7 separate regions of the Mus musculus genome follow, and all the other regions are linked to region 6. The links are chromatin contacts, called in public HiChIP or PLAC-seq and promoter capture Hi-C maps. All regions are on one chromosome and are shown on one strand. The core of a region is the stretch at or near the end of the contact, and the rest is flanking DNA. Distances in the headings are between cores, read along the strand shown.

Evidence for each region. Promoter capture Hi-C pulls out the DNA fragments that hold promoters and counts their contacts. HiChIP or PLAC-seq counts read pairs in DNA pulled down with a chosen protein or histone mark.
Region 1: a contact with region 6 is called in a promoter capture Hi-C map of second pharyngeal arch cranial neural crest. The contact joins the enhancer-like site here to the promoter of Erbb4 in region 6. A contact is called at or near these places in 6 of 39 promoter capture datasets (cranial neural crest, frontonasal cranial neural crest, hippocampal neurons and 3 more), 2 of 484 Hi-C or Micro-C datasets (cortical neurons and cumulus cells) and 10 of 115 datasets of contacts at active chromatin or transcription factors (VIP interneurons, astrocytes, embryonic forebrain and 7 more).
Region 2: a contact with region 6 is called in an H3K4me3 HiChIP or PLAC-seq map of neural tube, with 32 times the contacts expected there. The contact joins the enhancer-like site here to the promoter of Erbb4 in region 6. A contact is called at or near these places in 13 of 39 promoter capture datasets (the 3T3-L1 cell line, 3T3-L1-derived adipocytes, the HPC-7 cell line and 8 more), 1 of 484 Hi-C or Micro-C datasets (cumulus cells), 13 of 115 datasets of contacts at active chromatin or transcription factors (SST interneurons, VIP interneurons, embryonic basal ganglia and 9 more) and 1 of 9 other capture datasets (embryonic stem cells).
Region 3: an H3K4me3 HiChIP or PLAC-seq map of neural tube shows a contact between it and region 6, with 14 times the contacts expected there. The contact joins the enhancer-like site here to the promoter of Erbb4 in region 6. A contact is called at or near these places in 3 of 39 promoter capture datasets (cranial neural crest, frontonasal cranial neural crest and hippocampal neurons), 1 of 484 Hi-C or Micro-C datasets (cerebral cortex) and 10 of 115 datasets of contacts at active chromatin or transcription factors (astrocytes, embryonic forebrain, embryonic limb bud and 6 more).
Region 4: a promoter capture Hi-C map of second pharyngeal arch cranial neural crest shows a contact between it and region 6. The contact joins the enhancer-like site here to the promoter of Erbb4 in region 6. A contact is called at or near these places in 9 of 39 promoter capture datasets (the 3T3-L1 cell line, the C10 cell line, cranial neural crest and 6 more), 1 of 484 Hi-C or Micro-C datasets (cardiomyocytes), 11 of 115 datasets of contacts at active chromatin or transcription factors (SST interneurons, VIP interneurons, cardiomyocytes and 7 more) and 1 of 9 other capture datasets (embryonic stem cells).
Region 5: an H3K4me3 HiChIP or PLAC-seq map of stem cell-derived neural progenitor cells shows a contact between it and region 6, with 8 times the contacts expected there. The contact joins the enhancer-like site here to the promoter of Erbb4 in region 6. A contact is called at or near these places in 13 of 39 promoter capture datasets (the 3T3-L1 cell line, 3T3-L1-derived adipocytes, the C10 cell line and 9 more), 1 of 484 Hi-C or Micro-C datasets (cerebellar granule neurons), 11 of 115 datasets of contacts at active chromatin or transcription factors (VIP interneurons, astrocytes, differentiating embryonic stem cells and 6 more) and 3 of 9 other capture datasets (embryonic stem cells, embryonic tail and embryonic trunk).
Region 7: an H3K27ac HiChIP or PLAC-seq map of VIP interneurons shows a contact between it and region 6, with 10 times the contacts expected there. The contact joins the enhancer-like site here to the promoter of Erbb4 in region 6. A contact is called at or near these places in 11 of 39 promoter capture datasets (the 3T3-L1 cell line, the C10 cell line, cranial neural crest and 7 more), 8 of 115 datasets of contacts at active chromatin or transcription factors (VIP interneurons, astrocytes, embryonic forebrain and 5 more) and 2 of 9 other capture datasets (embryonic stem cells and embryonic tail).

Annotation. Positions count from the first base shown.
Region 1 is chr1:67,233,816-67,236,576 of GRCm38.p6, forward strand. No RefSeq gene overlaps it. Among named protein-coding and RNA genes, the nearest start is that of Gm26342, 22 kb to the right of the region's middle. Within about 2 kb of position 1,431, at least 10 of the 459 cell types and tissues checked have an H3K27ac peak or open chromatin away from gene starts, as enhancers often do. A contact at or near this core is called in VIP interneurons and second pharyngeal arch cranial neural crest, where this site is marked.
Region 2 is chr1:67,217,167-67,219,866 of GRCm38.p6, forward strand. Cps1 (carbamoyl-phosphate synthetase 1) reads left to right here. Exons shown (of 38, transcript NM_001080809.2): 33 at 686-760. Among named protein-coding and RNA genes, the nearest start is that of Gm26342, 39 kb to the right of the region's middle. Within about 2 kb of position 1,320, at least 9 of the 459 cell types and tissues checked have an H3K27ac peak or open chromatin away from gene starts, as enhancers often do. A contact at or near this core is called in SST interneurons, neural progenitor cells and neural tube, where this site is marked.
Region 3 is chr1:67,464,460-67,467,159 of GRCm38.p6, forward strand. No RefSeq gene overlaps it. Among named protein-coding and RNA genes, the nearest start is that of Gm39658, 98 kb to the left of the region's middle. Within about 2 kb of position 1,287, at least 9 of the 459 cell types and tissues checked have an H3K27ac peak or open chromatin away from gene starts, as enhancers often do. A contact at or near this core is called in neural tube, where this site is marked.
Region 4 is chr1:67,158,096-67,160,795 of GRCm38.p6, forward strand. Cps1 (carbamoyl-phosphate synthetase 1) reads left to right here. Exons shown (of 38, transcript NM_001080809.2): 11 at 769-846. Among named protein-coding and RNA genes, the nearest start is that of Cps1, 36 kb to the left of the region's middle. Within about 2 kb of position 1,291, at least 2 of the 459 cell types and tissues checked have an H3K27ac peak or open chromatin away from gene starts, as enhancers often do. A contact at or near this core is called in second pharyngeal arch cranial neural crest, where this site is marked.
Region 5 is chr1:68,045,303-68,048,124 of GRCm38.p6, forward strand. The region is part of intron 25 of Erbb4 (erb-b2 receptor tyrosine kinase 4); the gene reads right to left. Among named protein-coding and RNA genes, the nearest start is that of Gm39658, 680 kb to the left of the region's middle. Within about 2 kb of position 1,314, at least 58 of the 459 cell types and tissues checked have an H3K27ac peak or open chromatin away from gene starts, as enhancers often do. A contact at or near this core is called in VIP interneurons, differentiating embryonic stem cells, embryonic forebrain and 3 more, where this site is marked.
Region 6 is chr1:69,106,785-69,109,484 of GRCm38.p6, forward strand. It overlaps Erbb4 (erb-b2 receptor tyrosine kinase 4), which reads right to left and starts at 1,275. Exons shown (of 27, transcript NM_010154.2): 1 at 891-1,275. The coding sequence starts at 972.
Region 7 is chr1:67,801,249-67,803,948 of GRCm38.p6, forward strand. No RefSeq gene overlaps it. Among named protein-coding and RNA genes, the nearest start is that of Gm39658, 430 kb to the left of the region's middle. Within about 2 kb of position 1,308, at least 7 of the 459 cell types and tissues checked have an H3K27ac peak or open chromatin away from gene starts, as enhancers often do. A contact at or near this core is called in VIP interneurons, where this site is marked.

The DNA.
Region 1 (2,761 bases), core at 181-2,680, 1.9 Mb before region 6:
AAGGGACATCTTAAACATAGCTAACCATAATAAAATTAGTTTACAAAAGCTAGTTGAATTGCTATATTTACTTATTAACCTAGACATACAAAAATATCTGCTTTCTGTGATAAAAAGGAGTTGGAGCCAGGATACCCTTGCTTAGTTTTTGAAACAACTTTATATAGGTTACAAACATAGCTATGATAAAATAATATTTAGTTATAACCATTATCCTTCCATGTCTTGCTCTAAGTATCTAAGTATCTATAATGAGACCCTGCAGTGTTTGGTAGAGCATAGACCCTAATGCTAAATAGGTGCTCTACCACTTGATAGATACATATAATAAACTTTAAAACTATGATACACTTTAAGAATGTCTTGTATAACACAGAGGACAGTAACTGAATTCAGAGCTGACAAACATCTGATGAAGACAGTACCAGTGGGTACAGTGATGTTCAAAGCCAGACTAAGAACATAGAATTCAGTTTTGTGATGGCTCTGAGAAGATGATACCATGACTAACTTGCTCATTTTCTTTCACACTAGAGTTAATTGATGATATTTTGTACAGGTCTACAACAGGAGATGTTCCAGGTTCACTAACTCTTGTCCCAGTGACTGTGGATGAGACCGTTGTACTTTATAGTTCTTTTATTTCATATTTATTTTTGTTTGCCTGAAAATATTTAATATTACAGAATATTTTGTGTTGAATGCTTACTATACTTGACCCACATATCCTAATGCTTTCTTATTAATAAACTACTTGTTAGTAGTTTCAAAGCCACAAGTCTAATATGAAGTTTATAGAGTTCCTACTATTTTTCAAGGTGGTTCTAAATAGCCATGAATTAACTTACCAATCCTCACAATATCCCTGTGAGTAATCCCTATAGAAACTAGACATTCCGAAGGCAAGTGACATGCTTAAGACACCTAAACAATCGTATCATGATAACAAATTTTATATATACATATAGTACACACGCACACACACACACACACACACACACACACACACATATATAGTCACAGAAAATTAAATATTTGCCTGCAATGATATGGGGGGGGAGATGTGGCTTCAGGTACTGTCTTGAACAGTAAGAATATTAATTAATTAATTAATTAATTAATTAATTAATTAATTTGAAGTCATTTGTAAAATACAGTAAAATGAGAAAAATAATAACAACCAAATTGTGGATAAATTCTATTTTAGGGGGTGAATCGTACATGCCTTCTCCATGGTGCTGAAAATGACATTCCTTTGCCTTTCTGTTTCCAGATGTCTCATTTTTAAATAAAACTTAAGTGCAAATAAATATCGCATTTACAATATTTAGTTGGAAGAGAGAAATGCAAGGAAATAGAGACTCTTGTGTTCAGATTTAGCAAGGTTTTCTCCTTGTACAGAGTCTTTCATATAAGCAAGTTAACACATTTTTAGATTTCTCAGTTTGCTGTACATCACAAGTGCAGTCAACACAGTGACAACAGTCCTATTGCCGAACAGTAAACTGAAGTGCTGTTTCCATATTAAGAATATAATAGCTTTTGAAAAGGATGGACTCTCTGTGTGGGAAGGGAGTATAGCTGGCTTGTGAGGAGAAGAGGGATAAAGAATAGTCCATTTATAGATTTGGAATTTTAAAGCTTTGGAAAGGGGAGAGGAATATTTTTAAAGTACTTTTGTGAAATTTTCCTGTTAGGCAGAATTCCTGATGGAAACTTTTAAAAGCAGCTCCAACAATCATTTATCTCAACAGCTGCAGGTACTTGAACCTCAGCTTCTACAGTGTCCACGGCCTCTCGAACAATGAAAGTGGAAATTATCAGAGAAACAAAACCATGTCTGAATGCAGTTAAGTGCTCTGTAATTACACACCAGCGTTACCATTTGGCTGCTGGTGCGGCCCCCTGCAGGCACACGTGCCTTACATGTTCTTGCACACCCAATCAAATCCACAAAGACCTTTCATTACAGATTGTTTGAGACACCCTTAACTTGAAAAAGACCAGCTCTACTTTATTTCTCTCTTCTTTCTATTACCATTTCTTTCCCCTTTGTTCTAATATATAAAATTTCTATTTTCCTTAATAAATGTCACTTTGCTGTTCTGTCAGACATGTGGCGATTAGTGAGTGTGAAGTTAATGTAGCAGGAGGGAGAATGTCTGTGCCCTTCTAAGTGGCTCCTTGGGTTCCATGAAAAAATTGGTAATAATTGTCTCTCAGTCTTCTCTCCTGCATAATGGAGGGTGCAAAGGCTGCAGAAAGAACTTAAGTACCTGCAGCTGTTGAGATCAAGACAGCCGATAGGAAAATCAAAACCCTCAGTGAGTCAAAATTAGTACCATTTGTGCTTGCTTTCTATTGCTTAAAGACCATATTTAGGTCTTCACAGCTTTTGTTTTTGGAAAGAATTTATATCTACACGGAAAATGATCAATCCCTCTCCAAAATAAAACAAACAAATCAGGCTTTTCCAGCAATAGTAAAAGCCCATTTTTCTAGAAACTGCCAGCTTACCAAATTATTTCCTTTTATGGTTTTGCTTAGAACAGACCCATAAACCACCAGGAGGAGCTTTTGTTCATCAAATAAATGTATACATCCTTCTGGAAGAACAGTCAAAGATTCTTATGTCTTCCAAAGTCACTTCCCCATAGGATATCATGCAGGAATGGGGAGAGAGAGAATCCAAGTACAGATAAAGCTATGAAGGGGATGACTAACTTGAAAATTTTATTTGGTTTCATTATTAAAGAATATA
Region 2 (2,700 bases), core at 70-2,569, 1.9 Mb before region 6:
CCCCAAGCTCATTTTCCCACAACTTAGAAAGTGTGGCTATCAACAGAAGGATCGTCTAGACCAGATAAACAGGCAAATGTTAAGAAATAAGAACTCAAGTCCTTAGGAGCCACACTGATAAAATAATTGAAAAGGAAGTACTTCAGTGTTCTTGCTTGTATTGTATGAAAAAAGACGGAAAAAAATGTTTCCAAGTGAATGTTTTTCAAAGCTTTTAAGAGGTATCAACAGCACTGTAATGTCTCAGAAGTCCGCTCACAGACAGCCATGTCTGGCAAGGTGGCTTGCTGCAAGTTCAAATGAATGAAATAAGGAGAGGAATGTTCCAAGAGCCTATCAAGGAAAATGTGTTTGAACTCTGTGTTTGGGAGACTCATGCCCAGTAGATGTTGTTTGAAATAGTTCCAATACGAATATATGCAGGCCAGATTAGCAGTACTGGTCTAGACTGGTCACAGGGCATCTGTTTACAGAGACCGTTTGTGATTACTTCACCCAACTTTTGGGCAAGGAATACAAACATCTTCTTGGAACAGAATTTTAAAGCTATTTTTCAAGTCAGATTTTTTAGCCAAAGAGAGTTTATTTTTCTGCTCATGTACCCTGGCCCTAATGAATCCCGTGGGAGGTGATTTCTTTCATCCCTTTATCTCACGGTGTTTTTCTTCCCTATTGCGTCTAACAGGCTCCAATGTTTTCCTGGCCCCGACTGAGAGATGCTGACCCTATTCTGAGATGTGAGATGGCTTCTACTGGAGAGGTAAATAGCTAATGATCCATTAGCACTTTTGTTAAGTTGACTTGGAAATCTATGTGTCTGTGATCTGAATATGGTCATCATGTAAGGAAAGTTATCAGTGGCAAGAGAAACATAAACTTCACAAGCTTTCACCTTCCCTGGAGAACTCAAAGGAATAGGAAGTTTGAATTAAAGGGAAGTCTTCTACCTTTTGTAACAAGTTGACATTTTTACATGTGAACCTGGGAATTGAGAATACATGTGTACTTAATTCATTTCCACATTACCCACTGTAAACAACAGTCATGGGTTTCTCTAGACATCTGAGTATATCCTGTGTCATTCTTTTTAAAGTTCTCACATACTTCTGTAGCGACAGAACCTCTGGCTTGCTATGATTGAAGCAGAACAGCACATCTTTACTAGAAATGTGTAAAATGACATCATTAAAAGGTCATAGATGTGAATTGTGGAAATTGTGAACATGAAATATTCCAGCCCACCTTTAAGATGAATCCCTGCTTCAATCTCTTGAGGCTGGTCTAAAAACTATAATGGGACTGGCCACTGGGTGTCCCTCTTCTCTTGTGTTGGGATTGCATCAGGTGAAGGTTTCTTTAAGAATGTGAAATGTGTTATGCCATAGAGAGCTGTCAGATTCTAGAAAGTTCGCTACATGTCAGTGTCAGGACATTTTATGAATCACCTAGCCCTTGACAGACATACTGGCTCCCACCTTCAGATTCTCATCTGTCCTCACTGGAGTGGCAACACCAGGCTGTGAAACCTCATGGTCTCTCTTCATATTAAGGAGAGAATGTAAATAGGAGAATATTTAATTGCAAGGAATGCCAGATGTTTTCTATGGTTGCTTGGTTACAAGCACGAGCTTTGTTGAGAAGCCAAGTGGGACCACAAGATAGGCAGTGAGGGATGAGAGACTGTGGTGATATAGTTACATTCTTAGAAAGTGGCTCTTGATCCTTTTGCCATGTCTTTTAATTCAGCTGGAAAACAGGCCTAGCTGTGAGCTATGGGTCTTACATTATTCCCAGACAAATGATGCTGTTTCAGGTTCACTCTGATCCCATGATTCTGTTCTCAGTGGATGCAGAGGCAGAACATGGAGAGGTTTCTTTCTTTTCTCCTTCTCTGGTGTGGCCTGATTGTTTTCAGGGTTTATGTCCTCTCTGTTTCATTCAATGAGGATAATGTGAACCACTTAGAAGCTGTTCCTATGTGTTGTCTCCTTTCTAAACCATAAAAATAATTTTTCTAATATTAAAGTCATAATTCCAAGTGTCATCAAGTATGATATTTTAAATTCTGTTTCATAACTGAATACAGAATAATAAGTCCAGTTTAGAAATCTCAGCTATGCTTCAAAGACACTTTTATAGTGTTTAAGTGGCTTGTTGTATAGTGGCATAAGCACCCACCATCTTATCTAATTAAGGGGCATTTTATTTTACAGGGATAAAGTGAGGATGTAGTCCCAATCTTCACAGGGCTATTTGACTTTGCTGGGACACCTGTTTTGGGTACTTGCACTTCTGATCAGACTACAGGGTTCCTTTCAGTGGAAGTGAGACTCATTAACTTCCACTGACATTGCTCGAGTTGATTGGCCAGCATATGACTGATTAAAATGTTCACTGTGGAGTGAAAAAGCAGGCATGTACTTGTGGTCAGCTGAAGGTTACACTCATGAGAACTTTCCTTGCCCTGCAAGAGAGAGTCATTTGCTTAAAGAATGAATTCAGCCGTCAGCATTATTTACTATAATAGGGACTCTGAATGTGTGCCAGATGATATGTGCAGAATTGACTCCCATCATGTTAAAATACACCACTTGTCCTCTAGTTATGGTGGCCGTTTGACTTGTAATTACAGTGTACAGAAGCTACCCCAGGGAAATCTCGACAGACCCTGCCCATTTGTGTTAGCTTGGCATCTTTTCC
Region 3 (2,700 bases), core at 37-2,536, 1.6 Mb before region 6:
CACTCTGTTCTTGGCTTGACCAAATAACAGTTGATTATAGGCTGAGTCTGGGCCTGATTTTGCTTGTAAGGTAGAGAATATTTGATCACCCTTTAAGAGATATGGTGAGACACTTATTTAGGATAAAGTAGTATGATAAAATTGCCCTTATTGGCTGTTTCTCAGGGTACAGTTGGTTTTTGGTGAAAATTTTCTTTCATTTGAAATGATCTAGAAGTTTATGAAGGTTTTTGCTTCCCACCATATGGAACACATAGTTGTAATTATTATTATTTTTTGGGTGCATACTTACTCAGAAAATTTCCCTGGTCTAATGGTGTGATTTCCTGGCTTTTCCATGTTAAAAATCACCCTGCTGTAATCTCTAACTTCTGATTTTACATCCTGGCTCAGTAGATGTTTAATCTCTGTGCAGTAATACTGGCAATGGTGTATCAAAAGACTTTGATGACTGGAGTGGGACCAGATCTAGGAAGGAAATAACTTGCTGTAACTCCTTTGCTGCAGTTAGGGTATAGTTTCAAGTCTGTTTATAAAAATATAAATATAAGCCATCATTTTCAGAAGCTCACGTTTTCCAGGAGTATTTTTTTTGTGCTTTCCTTGATACACCATTTGGATTATACTTCGTACATCTCAGTTATTATTTATCAATGCCTTAGACTAAACAAATGAATTCTCTTCTTAATTTCATCCACCTCCCATATGTTTGTTTATCAAACATGAATCAAATGAATCACATATGACATATAAATCCTTATTATGGTAATAAAAACAATTATGAGACTTTTACTATTCTATTTTCTGTTAGAGTTCTTAAATATTGTGATGCACATCATATCAGATGTCTATGCAGTTATTTCTACCCAAGCACCTTACTGAGAACAAACTGATTTCAGCATAGGCACCAAGCAAATATACTGACCGAGACTGACTGACTGACTAAGTAATTTAATATTAACCTTATGATAAAGCCCACTGGTATAGAGTGTTGTATAGCTTTGTTTCTTAGATTTTGTAGCAGAAATTAAAAATAATCCATTTAAGATGTCCTTCTGACTTACAGAACACGACTCAGATCACAGAACAGATGGCTGGTCTGACAAGCATAGATTTGTGACTTTTCTGAACCCACTGAAGCACTGACATCATAAAGAAAAAAATCAAGCTCAAAATATAAGGGAGGTCAGTACTGATGATGGAGGGGGGTGGTGAGGAGGAGGCTCCAGCTTATCCGGGCAAGACACTAGCCAGACCTGCAAGCTAGGCTACTGCATGCTCACAGTGATAAATAACAGATGTGACGTAGCGTGGCAGCTGAAAGTACAAGCATTGTCCACATGCTCTAGTAGGTATTTCCCTTCTGAATCCAAACATATGTTCTTTCTCTCTCTCTCTCTGTATATGTATCTCTGTCTCTCTATCTCTGTCTGTCTCTCTCTGCCAATACTTCTGTTTGTTTGTCTGTCTGTCTCTTCCTGTTTGTCTATCTCTGTTCTTTGTCTGTTTCTGTCTCTGTCTCTCTCTATCTCACTCTCTGTCTCTCTGTGTCTGTCTGTTTGTCTGTCTGTCACACACACACACACATTCAAACTGGAGAAGGAGACACATTTTAAGAGGAACACAGACCACTGCCTGCAACCTTTTGATCTTTGTCTCCCCTAACCCACTAATTTCTGCAGCTGTAGAAAGGGCACAGATGAAAAACTCTTCAAGGTGAAAATCCTCTACTAGACTAAAATGGAAAGATACACAGAGAATACTAGGGCTTCAACAGCCACAGGACACAGTATCTGCTGAAAGTTTTAACAGCCAAAAAAGAATGTCCATCCCCTGCTTTCCACAGCCAGACTAGCAAATATCAAACAATAAGTAGCTTGATCTAGCAAGCTCTCCCTAAGGTACAGTGCCAAGGGTAGATTCCAACTAAACATGCAACAAGTACTGAGAGAACTGAAAAATAGGGAACTAAAAGCATAGAAACACATTTTCATTAAGTATACTTAGTAGGGTAAGTATACTTAGAAGGGTCACTACCCTAAATGCAAGGCAATTAAGAGGTGTGTGAAAGTGAGATGCACTGCTAAAAAATTCAAAGCCAGCATACCACCTAGTTAGATTGAGTCCAACTCCTAATATATGGTCCTACTTAAAATAAAGGTGAGCCACTTTTCATAAAAAAAGTAAAATCCTGCCTATGTCTATTATTCTAAACAAATGTCTATCAATAAAAATTACCAAGAGGTAGGCTATGGAAATAAGAAGACAGCACAATATAAGTGACAATTTCATCCTTATAATTAGATTCAGGTATTCAAAGCACTACTATTTTTGACAAGGAATGCACAATAGTGGATTTCCTGTGGCTGATATGATAAAGCTCATTGTGGGGAAAGTGGATAAAGAGATCTGCAGATAGGAAGAGGAGGGATGGAAAGAGGAGGAGAATGAGAAGGAGCATAGAAAGGGGGAAGGAGAAGGGAGGAGGAATAAGAGGAAGAGCAGGAGAGAAGTAAGAAATGGCAAACACAGAGCCGTGGTAATGAGCTTATCCATATGTCTAAAATAGCTAAAGAAAGATTAAGACAAAAGGATAAATCAATAGAAATGACATGAACTGACACATGAAGAAAATTAAGAGTGGAAACCAGAAACAGAGCATCTATCAGCTTCAAGACATAAATATATCAAATGTTGAAA
Region 4 (2,700 bases), core at 41-2,540, 1.9 Mb before region 6:
TGTCTTATGACAGGGTCACTCATTGAACTGGATAGCTTTGGTTTGGCTGTACGGCCAATAAATAAGCTCTCAGGAAGTGTCTAGCTCCATTCCTTAATGCTGAGGTTATAAGCACATGCATTCATTTGCTTAGATACTTACACAGAAGATAGGGACTTGGATTCAGGTCCTTTTGCTTGTAGTCCAAATGCTCTAAGCCATAGAGTGATCTCCCCAAACAGCCTGTCACTTAAAAAAAGTAATTGCTCTCTTACTTTCTAATTAGTTGACTTGTTAAGAGTCAGCACTTGCACCCTCCTCCAGAATCCACCTTATATATCCATCATAATTAGGGGTCAGTTGATACAGATCAGTTTGGAGGAAGCCCTTGGTGTGTCCTTGAGTCTCACTTAGCACTAGAGTACCCTCTATAAGAAGAACTTTGGGAAAGTCATTTACATGTTGGATATGAGAATTTTGTTTTATTTTGAAGAGATCCCAGAAGAGACTCAAAGGTTATAGACCACATTCATTTTTTAAAATTATTATATTATGGAACCCTCATCCAGCTGTTTCTTTGTTGGGCTGTTTTGTATTCTTACTTAAATAGACAGGTGAATCTTTAATGTCTCCAACCATGTTACTTAATAGTACTGGGGCTTTTCCAGAACTTTATTAAGCACTTAACTTGGTTTCCTATTTGAACTTTATTATCTCCTGAATAATACATTGCCATACTTGACATTTGTTGTCATAGATGGAATTTCTCCCTGTTTCTTATTTCTTTAGGGGATTATGCATGAGAGCAAACCTTTCTTCGCTGTGCAGTTCCACCCAGAGGTCAGCCCGGGGCCAACAGACACTGAGGTATGCCAGCCAGATGATGTCTGTTATATACTTGAAAAAAAATCAGAGATGCTTGTGTGTGAAGACTCAAGAAACCAAAATAATTGGTACATAATATTCTCAGGGAGTGTGTTTTGGTACCATGCATTTTGTATTAAATTCCCCCACGAATATCATAGAGTAAATTTTAATCTTTTCTTAAATTTAAAGGGGGAAAGCCCTTAAGAAGCTCAAAGCAATGTTATGGTGCTATTTTATGCATTATCATTCTAATATATTTAGTTCTGAAATTTACAATTGTTGTGCTATGCAAATGAATTCCCTCTTGCTCTTTCCATCTCATAACTGGAATGAAATTTTAATCCCCCATCTGTGAGTTTAAAAAAATCCCTATGGCAACTGGATGTGTATCCACAGAGGGAAAATAAACAGCAGCAGGGTCAGGAAAAGGGGCAGCAGGGAGGGGAAAAAGCAGCCTGCTTGGTCACATGATTTACGTGACTTTTAAAATAAGAACCCAAAGGAATGCTTAGAGCAGTGTGTTTCTAACCTAGATATCTTTCTTTTCTTTTCTTTTCTTTTCTTTTCTTTTCTTTTCTTTTCTTTTCTTTTCTTTTCTTTTCTCTTCTCTTCTCTTCTCTTCTCTTCTCTTCTCTTCTCTTCTCTTCTCTTCTCTTCTCTTCTCTTCTCTTCTCTCTCTTCTCTCTCTTCTCTCTCTCTCTCTCTCTCTCTCTCTCTCTCTCTCTCTCTTTCTTTCTCTCTCTCTTTCTTTCTTTCTTTCTTTCTTTCTTTCTTTCTTTCTTTCTTTCTTTCTTTCTTTCTTTCTTTCAATATCAGCTCTTGGTTCAGTATTCTAGCACACCCATCCCACCAAATCTCACAATGACTCCTACCCTGACAAACCTGGCATGTCTGGAGTGACTCCTCTCCTGCATCCAGGAGCCTCCTCAGGAGCAGTGCTGGGCATCTAAGTTGCTTCTTAGATATTTGCAGTTTTTTTTTTTTTTTGGTCCTTCCTATTGTTTGGAAATATCAGTTCACAATAGTCAACCCAGTATGGTTTTAACTACTCATGATGAACCTAAGAAAAGCTAAGCAGTAAAATGGTTACTATCTTCATGCAATTCATGCTAAATATTTTGTTTTAAATTTAAAATTTAGCTGCAAGACCATGTTAGCACCTCAGATTAGAAAAGATGCAATTATTTCATAGAATTTGAGCACTGTGACTGGCCATTTTATTTATTTTTTGGTCTTTCCAAATAATTGCAAAGTGAATACTTTTGTTGACATTTGTGATGTCTAGTGAAGCAACAGAAGTAAGCTCACTGGTAAAGTTTAAGAATAATCTTTCAGGGTCATATATTAGAGCCAAGAGAAATTAGAAATAGCAGTATTTCCAACTGGAAGGTGCATCCAACTTCTCCACTCAAGTTTTGTTCAGCTAGAATTTGATTCACATGAATGGTATGCAAATAAAGAACCAAACACTTGATACTCTCAGAAGGCAGTATGAGACATGCTTATTGACTGAAGAAAACATCTCATCTTCTAGGACTTGTGAATAGAACCCAGACGGCCTCCAAAGGTTTAGTGTGTGTGTGTGTGTGTGTGTGTGTGTGTGTGTGTGTGTGTGTGTAACAGTCTAAATGAACCCTCATCTATTGAGTCCTTTCTGGTCTTCCCTGAAGTTTTTATCTGGCTTAATTTGTAAGAGAGGACATTCAGTTACTGGAGCAAACTCAAAATCCAAACTACAACCACCAAGTAACAAAACCTTCAATATTCATAGGAGAATTTACAGTAAAACAAACAAACAAAAAAGCAAACTGCACAAAGGTCTCCTGAAGCTCCCACTTAACTGAGCATCAGCCA
Region 5 (2,822 bases), core at 64-2,563, 1.1 Mb before region 6:
GCAAATGACAAGCTCTCACCTATTTTTCTCCTTAAGCAATATCTGTATATATATATATACACATACATATATATATATATGCCTGTATGTCTGTGTGTATGTATATATATATGTATATATATTCTGGCTTCTTTCAGCAAAGTACGGGCATTTATGTTATTTTTATAGATATATTTAACATTCAATTCATAGGACTTGTTACTATACTATATACGTATGATTTTTGTCCTGTTAGAAATTTTAGGCTCCAGGTCTAATCATTCATATTCAGTTGTAAAATATCTCATATCCCCTTCTTTATCCCTGGTCACTATATTCTTCTTCAGAATGACAAATTATGGTCTGCACTATTATATAAATATAGACTCTATATAGAATGTAAGAATATGTCAGCTAATAAGGATTCTGAAGTCAAGCAATCTCATGTCAAAGATGTCCATTAAAGATAGCTTTTTAATGCTTATCTGTTCTCTAACCATTATAAGTATGGGCAGATCTTGCTGTCCTTTATAAAGACAGAAAATCAATTCTACTTGTTCATAATATTTGAGAAAGAAATACTTTATACAGTTCAGTAATTTGTAAAATTGAGGAGTTTTAAAAAATAAAATATGGGATCTGTCCATATCAGGCGGCTTTCAACACATATCAGTGTTATAACATTACAAACCCCAGACTTATCATCAATCACTGATTAGTATTAAACAAATATTTATTAAATATTCATGATAAAAATCACTGGTCACTGTTACAGATGTTGGAAATACTACAGCATACTAGAAGAGATATGGACACAGATGAGTCTTTTGTGATGTATACAGCTCTATCAGATATTGCCTGAGATTCTGGAAGTAGAATCAATCAAACACTAAAGAATCATGCTGCTGGCATGAATTCACAGGAGAAAGAAGGAAAAGTGTTCAAAAATAATAGTAATTACCTGTGTTCCTTTGACTTCTTACTTGGCAAAAATGCCTGTTCTGGCTAATGCTCAATTTGGATCACAGCTAAAGCTAGAGTTGATTGTGCATTTTGTGTGTGTGTGTGTGTGTGTGTGTATGTGTGTGTGTGTGTGTGTGTGTGTATGTGTGTGTGTGTGTGTGTGTGTGTGTATAACTTGAAAAATGAATGATCAAAGGACTAACTCACAAACCATTCTTAGTCAGGAAACAGTCCATTATCTATCTTCATTTTCAGGAAGTTGTGAAGGTGGTATATTGCTAATAACTGGATTTTTGCAGTTAGCCTGCTCTGAGAGAAGAAGGGAGGCTCTGTCTCATCGAATGCATCTCCTGTTCCTGCTTTGACAATTCTCCCATCAAGAACCTGCCAGCTCCCTCTCTGGACACACTGCCAAACAGCACCACAGTAATAGCAAGTCTTCATGCCCCCCCTCCCCCCCTCCCCCCGCCTCCGGTTTTCAGACTTTAAAATGGAAACAAATTCTACACAAAACCCTTAACGTGCATTGTTTTTAGGGTTACTGGCTGCTTTTTATGTTTCTGTTTCCATTTTTCTTTCCCTTTGCTTTTTTATCTGGTTTCCACGATAAAAGGCACCTCATTCATTTCCCCGTGGAAGGGCAACGCAGCTCCAAGGGAACATCTGTGAGGCCAATTAGCTGGGCTGGAAATGTGATATAATTGTTGTTTAAATATATTTAAATTACATGTTAATCACTATGTCATAATTTATGGGCTTTGAAAATAACTTTTTATACTTCAGAGCCAAGCCAGCTTTTACTTGCTTTTGCTGTTTTTAGTTTGCAACAAGAGCGTCTCTTTCCCCCTCTTTCTTAAATTCCCTGCACTCGAGGCGCTGAACTTTTAATATTGGAAAGAATGACAGCTGCAAGTAAATTGGATGAGTGAAAATTAAGATCCCCACCACAGCCAGAATGAGCTGCCGTGACCTTAGAGTCCTGAGCAGAACAAAGCCGGGCTCTCAGTTAAAAGGCTTTGTTTTCACATTGAGCCACTTTCTGCTGTCCATCAAAGTCTGGCTTTGTGGATCTTTGGGAGGCAGCACCAGGTGCACTCATTCAATTAGCTGGTGAGAGGATTTACTGTCAGCAGGACAGAGATAGAGATGGGTTAGAGCCGGTGGGTGATATGGAGTGTGTTCATGGTGGGGCGATTAGTAAGGGTGATGGATAGAGGAAGTTTAATGTCGTGTCCCTGTCCCTGGGACATGGTATGATTGACTTGAACCCAAATACCATAGGTTACAGAGAAGGCAAGTCTTAGCAAGTGCAGAAAATGTAGTGTTTGATGCACTTTTCAATTCCTCAAAATTCGCCTTACAGTTGCATGATACCTATTTGAACCTTTATCTGATTACATCACACCAATGTATGTTCTTAGAAAACAAAAATAATACATATTTAAATAACTGCCTAGCATCTATCTCAATTAAGCATGCACTTAATGAGCTTTTATCTTCAAATAATTATAATTTTTGACAGCAAGTATAACAAACTATAGCAATTTCAAGAGCCAAGAGTATAGATCCTGCTATCTGAAAATGTGTCTGTAAGACATCGTTAATCCATCAGCACTAATTTATTGCCTAGACACTTCCACATAGTAACTATTATGGATTTTCAACCTTTTATCCTCTAGGGCATGCAAGCTTAACAGTCTGGTGGGCATTTCCACTTTTTCACAGGTCAGATATCAACTCAGAGAAAGTGTTTTTGCATTGTCTGCAATTCCTGACATACAGCTGTAACACTCAGCCTTCCTTGCAAGTCCACGTACTTGGGGAAAGCCTTCTAAAATGTACCCATATGGGAGAGGCTTACTGATATTTCAACTGCTGAA
Region 6 (2,700 bases), core at 25-2,524:
GGAGGGAAGGCCGAGCTCTGGACTCAGTATGCCAGGCTCTTTTAGAGAGAGAGAGAGAGAGAGAGAGAGAGAGAGAGAGAGAGAGAGAGAGAGAGAGAGAGAGAGAGAGAGAGAGAGAGAGAGAGAGATCATGCTGGCTGAAGAGTCGCACGCCCAACACACACACACACACACACCCTCTTTCTCGCCCCAAGTCAATCTCAAGACAGCCTAGAGATGCCAACTAAGAAGGCCCAGAGTCCCTGGCCCCCGGCCGAGGCGCGCACCCGGTGCGCTCCAGCTGCCCGGATAGGGCTGGGCGTCCGGTGTGACCCCGCAGGCTACTGGAGACTCGGGCCAGGGACCCTGCGCCAGCATGCTCAGGTGCCAAGCCCGGCTCCCCGGCCGCGCTCCGCCGCAGCCCTGCACCCCGGGGAAGGCCAGCCAGGCTCAGCTCAGGAACCTCCTGGCAGCCCGAAGAGGTGCAGCGATTCTCCGGTTTGGTTTGATTCCCCCCCCCCCCCTTCCCAGCTCGAGAAGGAGGGAACCTCCACTGACGGGCTCAGGTCTCCCACGCCCCGAACAACGGGCGCCACCAGAAGCGATCCCGCTTAGGCTCCCAGAAAACGCGCGAGAAAGAAAGAAGGGGGCTAAAGAGAGGGCGAGAGGGGGGACAATAATATAGAGGGTGGCAGGAAAGCGAAGTCATTTGTAGCATCAATTAAAAACACACGCACGCACACACAAAGGTAAGTTTGGGATGGAGCTAGGGGCGACCCAAGGCAGAAGCCCGGTCCCTAGGGTCCCTGGAGCCTAAGGGTGACAGAGGGGCGAGGGAGAAGGGAAACACCGGAGGCAGTGGCGGGTTCAACAGCTGGAGCGCGACCGGGAACCGCGAGACCGCGACCCACCTGACTGAGAAGCGCTGGGCTGGACGGTCCCCGCTGCCATCAGAAGGCTCCCCCAGACCCAGAGTCCCGTCGCCAGCTTCATTTTTGGCAAGTCTCAGATCCCGCGCTGACAATTACATGTCCAAATACCATAGCCACTTGCGAGCACGCGGAGGAGATCTCCCCCCCTCAGCCGGGAGCGCGTGGGGGGCGCAAGGGGGGCGGGCGCGGCGCGCTTGGTGCACGGGCTTCCCGGGGCCGGAGAGCCAGTCGGCGACGGCGGCGGCTTCCAGGACCCGTGGACCCGCGGACCCGGCAAGGGGCCGCGGAGGAGGGCGCGCGGGTGGGAGTGAGCGCGACTGTGCGGCTGGTGCTCCGAGCACAACGTACAGCTAGTTCCCGGAGTGATCCTCCGCTCGCTCGTTCCCTCCTCACTTTCTCGCTCGCTCGCTCGCTCTCCTCACTGGTTGGTCAACAATAAAAAGAAAGAGGGAATAAAGGCTTCCAAAAAAAGTTGATTGCAAAGAGGCGGCGGGGTTCCGGCCTCTCCCCCCAAAACCGGGCTATGTTCAGCTCTCTCTTCAGTCTCCTTGCACCTCCTGTCCAAATCTGGAGGGAAAAGGAGGGGGTGTTGCTTCTTTGCTTCTCCCCGATCCTGTCCCCCTTTTTTTCCACTGTCAGCTTTCCTCACACTTGTCCAGCCATTGCAGTAATTAAAGCTCCGAACGTCATTTCCAACGCTCCGCGGTCTCCAGCCGCAGCCCCACAGAGAAATTAATAAGAGTCAGAAGAAAGATTTTTGAAAAAGAAAAGAAAAGAAAAGAAAGAAAAAAAAGAGGGGAGTGGGGGGTGGGAATCAAACAACCCTCCACACAACCAGCCAGGCTTTCCTCCGCTGCGCAAGCCCCGCCCCTGCTCTGACCCATGTAGCCACGCCCTCCCCCTAAGGAGAAATCTTATTGGCTCAGACACTCCCCAAAATCCTCTGCCTCTAGAGTTGGAAAAACACCTGTCAGACAGTGGGAGCAGCAGGGTCATGGTAGGAGCTTGGGGAAGCAGGATCTGAGAAGCTCAGTGGAGACCACTGTCTGAAACGCTCCCCTTGGGGCTGCCCCGGCAGAGGCCCTGGACAGCTGGCCCGCTGAGTAGTCAGTCCACCAGAAGGAATGCTTGCTGAACGAATTTTTTGACACAAGAACAGGGCATTTTCTTTATTGCTCCAAGGTGTCAGTCCATACACAGAACCTTCCCTAGAAATAGAAAGTCAACGTTGCTTTGGGAATAAAATATCTTTGTCCCTCGCCATCACCCAGAATATTCCATACTTAGCATACTTAGTACTTTAGAATGGATATTGTAGGTAGCTGGTAGCCTCGCAGGTAAGATGAAATCTTCCAATAGTTTTTTTTTTCCAAATAAGCCATCTCTCCCACCTTCCCAAGATGACATTGGGCCAAACTTAAAAATCCATATTTGTGAAACCACATTCTTTGATTCTGAAATTATGCAAACTCTCTCGTCTGTGCTGTTCGGTCTGAAGGTGTTTAGGAGGTGAGATCTTAGCTGACCTTCGAGCCGTTAGGGCCACGCCATAGCAGGGCCAGCTTGAGGCCCTGCACTTGCCCTCTTTGCAGGGTGTGTGCTTCCAAGGTCATCAACCGCTGTACGACTAAGTTTCTCTAAGTCTAAAATGCCCTGGAAGGGATTACTGTAGTCTGAGAGGCCACAGGTCTAAAACTGCTCTATGCTGGGGCCAGAACCTGTAGTGAGTCAGAGGATACTCCTTTGCTATGTGTACAGCTATTCTATGAAGGCATTTTCTATGCTTGCT
Region 7 (2,700 bases), core at 58-2,557, 1.3 Mb before region 6:
AGGAGAAACAATGAACTGACACCAGCCTGCAGAAAAGTCCCCCTCTCCTCTACTTTCTCCAGAAGGGGAACTCTGTTAAGTATGGCCCAACAACTAGGCTCTAATACTTGACTATTTTTGTACAGCAGACATAAAGAATCTAATTTTGAACCCAATGTATGAGTATATATACACACAAATCTCCATTTAATGTGTTTTTGAAAAATCATATTAAATATTAAAAGCATATTATTACAGAATTTATTTTCATTCATTTCTTTTAATATTGTTTTCATAGCTTAGGGGGTTTTTTTGTCCATATTTGCTCTTATACATATGATGAAAAATATTTGCTAAAGAAAATGTTCTGTCTTCACTGTGGCTATAGTCTAGAGTGACACGACAGTTTTAGTTAGCAGGAAAGTTATTTCATCACTGCACAGCTCTAGAAACAACTAGAAAAGACACTTGACACCCATCAAGAAATGAAGAGGTTTATTGTACTGTTTGCCAGTATAGATGGCAGCTGACCTCCCTCTGTGCCTGGGGAGTCTGGATACTCAGTGTGGCTTTTATTCTTCAGCATGATAAGCAATCCTGAATCAAAGCTTGTGGAAATAATGTCCTCCATCACAGAATCCGAGCCTTGTCCATACCACAGGCACATCTGTTCTTTTTATGTCCGTGGCTGCATAAGCAACCATTACCAGGCTAAAGCTTAGGCTGGTGTGTGAGTCATGCCTACAATCCCAGACCTAAGGAGACAGGTCAGGAGTTCAAAACCAGTCCATAAGGTCTGGGTGGGACAGCCTGGACTACGTGAGACTCTCGGTCTTCAACACAAACAAAGAGCAGCAACAATAACAAAAAAATCTTCAGGAGGCCAAACACTACCCATTGGCCACCTTGGTGAGGCAGAGCCCACTGTGAACAGCACAGTATTGCTTGATTCATACAGACACCAAACTCAGCACAGAAAAAAAAAAGAAATCCTTTTAAGCCATCAATAACTTTTTCTCTGAACAGAGAAGACCCTAGATGCAGACCTTATTGAAGGGTATTTAATTGAATAGGCAGAAACTTAATATTTTTAAGAGGAGTAATTCTGTCATATGTCTTTAAATGCATTGTCTAAAACAGAAATCATCTTACGAATTTAGCTCAGACTCAGTTTTTTTTTAACCATGATCTCCCTAAATATGCAATAAATATTTATTGCAGATGACAAGATCAGGAATTAGAATTTGCTGGAGCCCTCTGTGATGGACAGCTGCAGAAGAATTGGACAGAGGCATTGTCTAGCACAAGCCCTCATATGCTGCAAAAGCCTACAGAGGCTATCAAATTGTCTGGTATATGGCTCTCTGCCCTCCTTGCCAGGTGTCACAGGTTAAGCCTCCCTTGTTTCGGTCAAGCCCAGACCGCATGAAAGAGAGTTAAAGTTGCTGCAGATGCTCTTGATTCAAATGCATGCTGAGCTCTCCCTGATCGGCTTGTTCCTTTGGGCAATCTCACAATTTCATCTTGTTCAAGCTGTCTGCATTCCTGTTTACTCAGGTTTGCAAATAGAACTTTAACACTCAAATTAGTCCTGACAGAACAACCTGCAAGGGTTCTAAATCCTCATTTTGCCTTCATTCCAGGGGACAGTGCTCTATTTTCAGAGCAATATTGTCTTATATCAAAATTGCTCTTGTGACATGAAAACAAAGCGACATGAAACTGCATAGCACAAAGACCCTGCATTCCCAGCTTTTAGATGTGGCAATCTGGGTGTGAAAGTCAACCCCCAAGGGTACCTAACTCCTTGGCCAACCTTGCTTTACTTTTGTACTGCCTGTTTCTCTTATGGGGTACAGAAGCATATATAAATAAAAGGAAAAAAAACCTTTACAATTGTAATTCAATAGTACATGGCCGTGATCCTTGTTATGTTCCTTAATATCTGAACAACCATAAGTATAAAATCCCCTTCTGCTAGGGTACTGGATAATCTGTCTGATTCTCTGTTATAATTAACTGAGACTAAGTTACACTGCCTATAAGGGGCAGGAGTATAGGCAGGAGTGTCAGAAATTGAAAGGGTCCACTGCTTCCCAGGGCTCTATCCTATTAGATGGAAAGTCTTGGGCAAGCCCATCTCACTTTCTGAAAAGTAGTCAATATGTATAACAGTCGTCCTTACTTCTGACGGCACAATAGAATCTTCTCAGAGTCTTTCACAAGGATTGTGTGCCTGGATGACATCCAAGCTAATTTAAATGAGCATTTCTAGGCCCAGAGCCTAGGTACTGGCATGATTTTTATGTGTCCTAGCCTTCTGCAGCAGACTCTATTAAGAGACTGAACAGCTTCTCTGTCAGACATAAAAACACCCTCCTATTTTCAATGGCAGGTATCTCCTGGGATGCCAGAGGTAAATAGTGCCTCAAATTGGTGAGGCTTTTTGGAGTTCGATGCCATGAATATCTTTGCTTCTCACTGGACCTCTCTTTATGTTCCCTTTTTTGTTTTTTTGTCTTTTGTTTTTTGTTTTTGTTTTTTGTTTTGTTTTGTTGTTCTCTCTCTCTCTCTCTCTCTCTCTCTCTCTCTCTCTCTCTCTCTCTCTCTCTCTCTCTCTCTCTCTCTCTCTCTCTCTCTCTCTCTCTCTCTCTCTCTCTCTCTCTCTCTCTCTGTAAATCACCATCCCCTACCTGGCTTTCACAATAAGGTCACATCTTT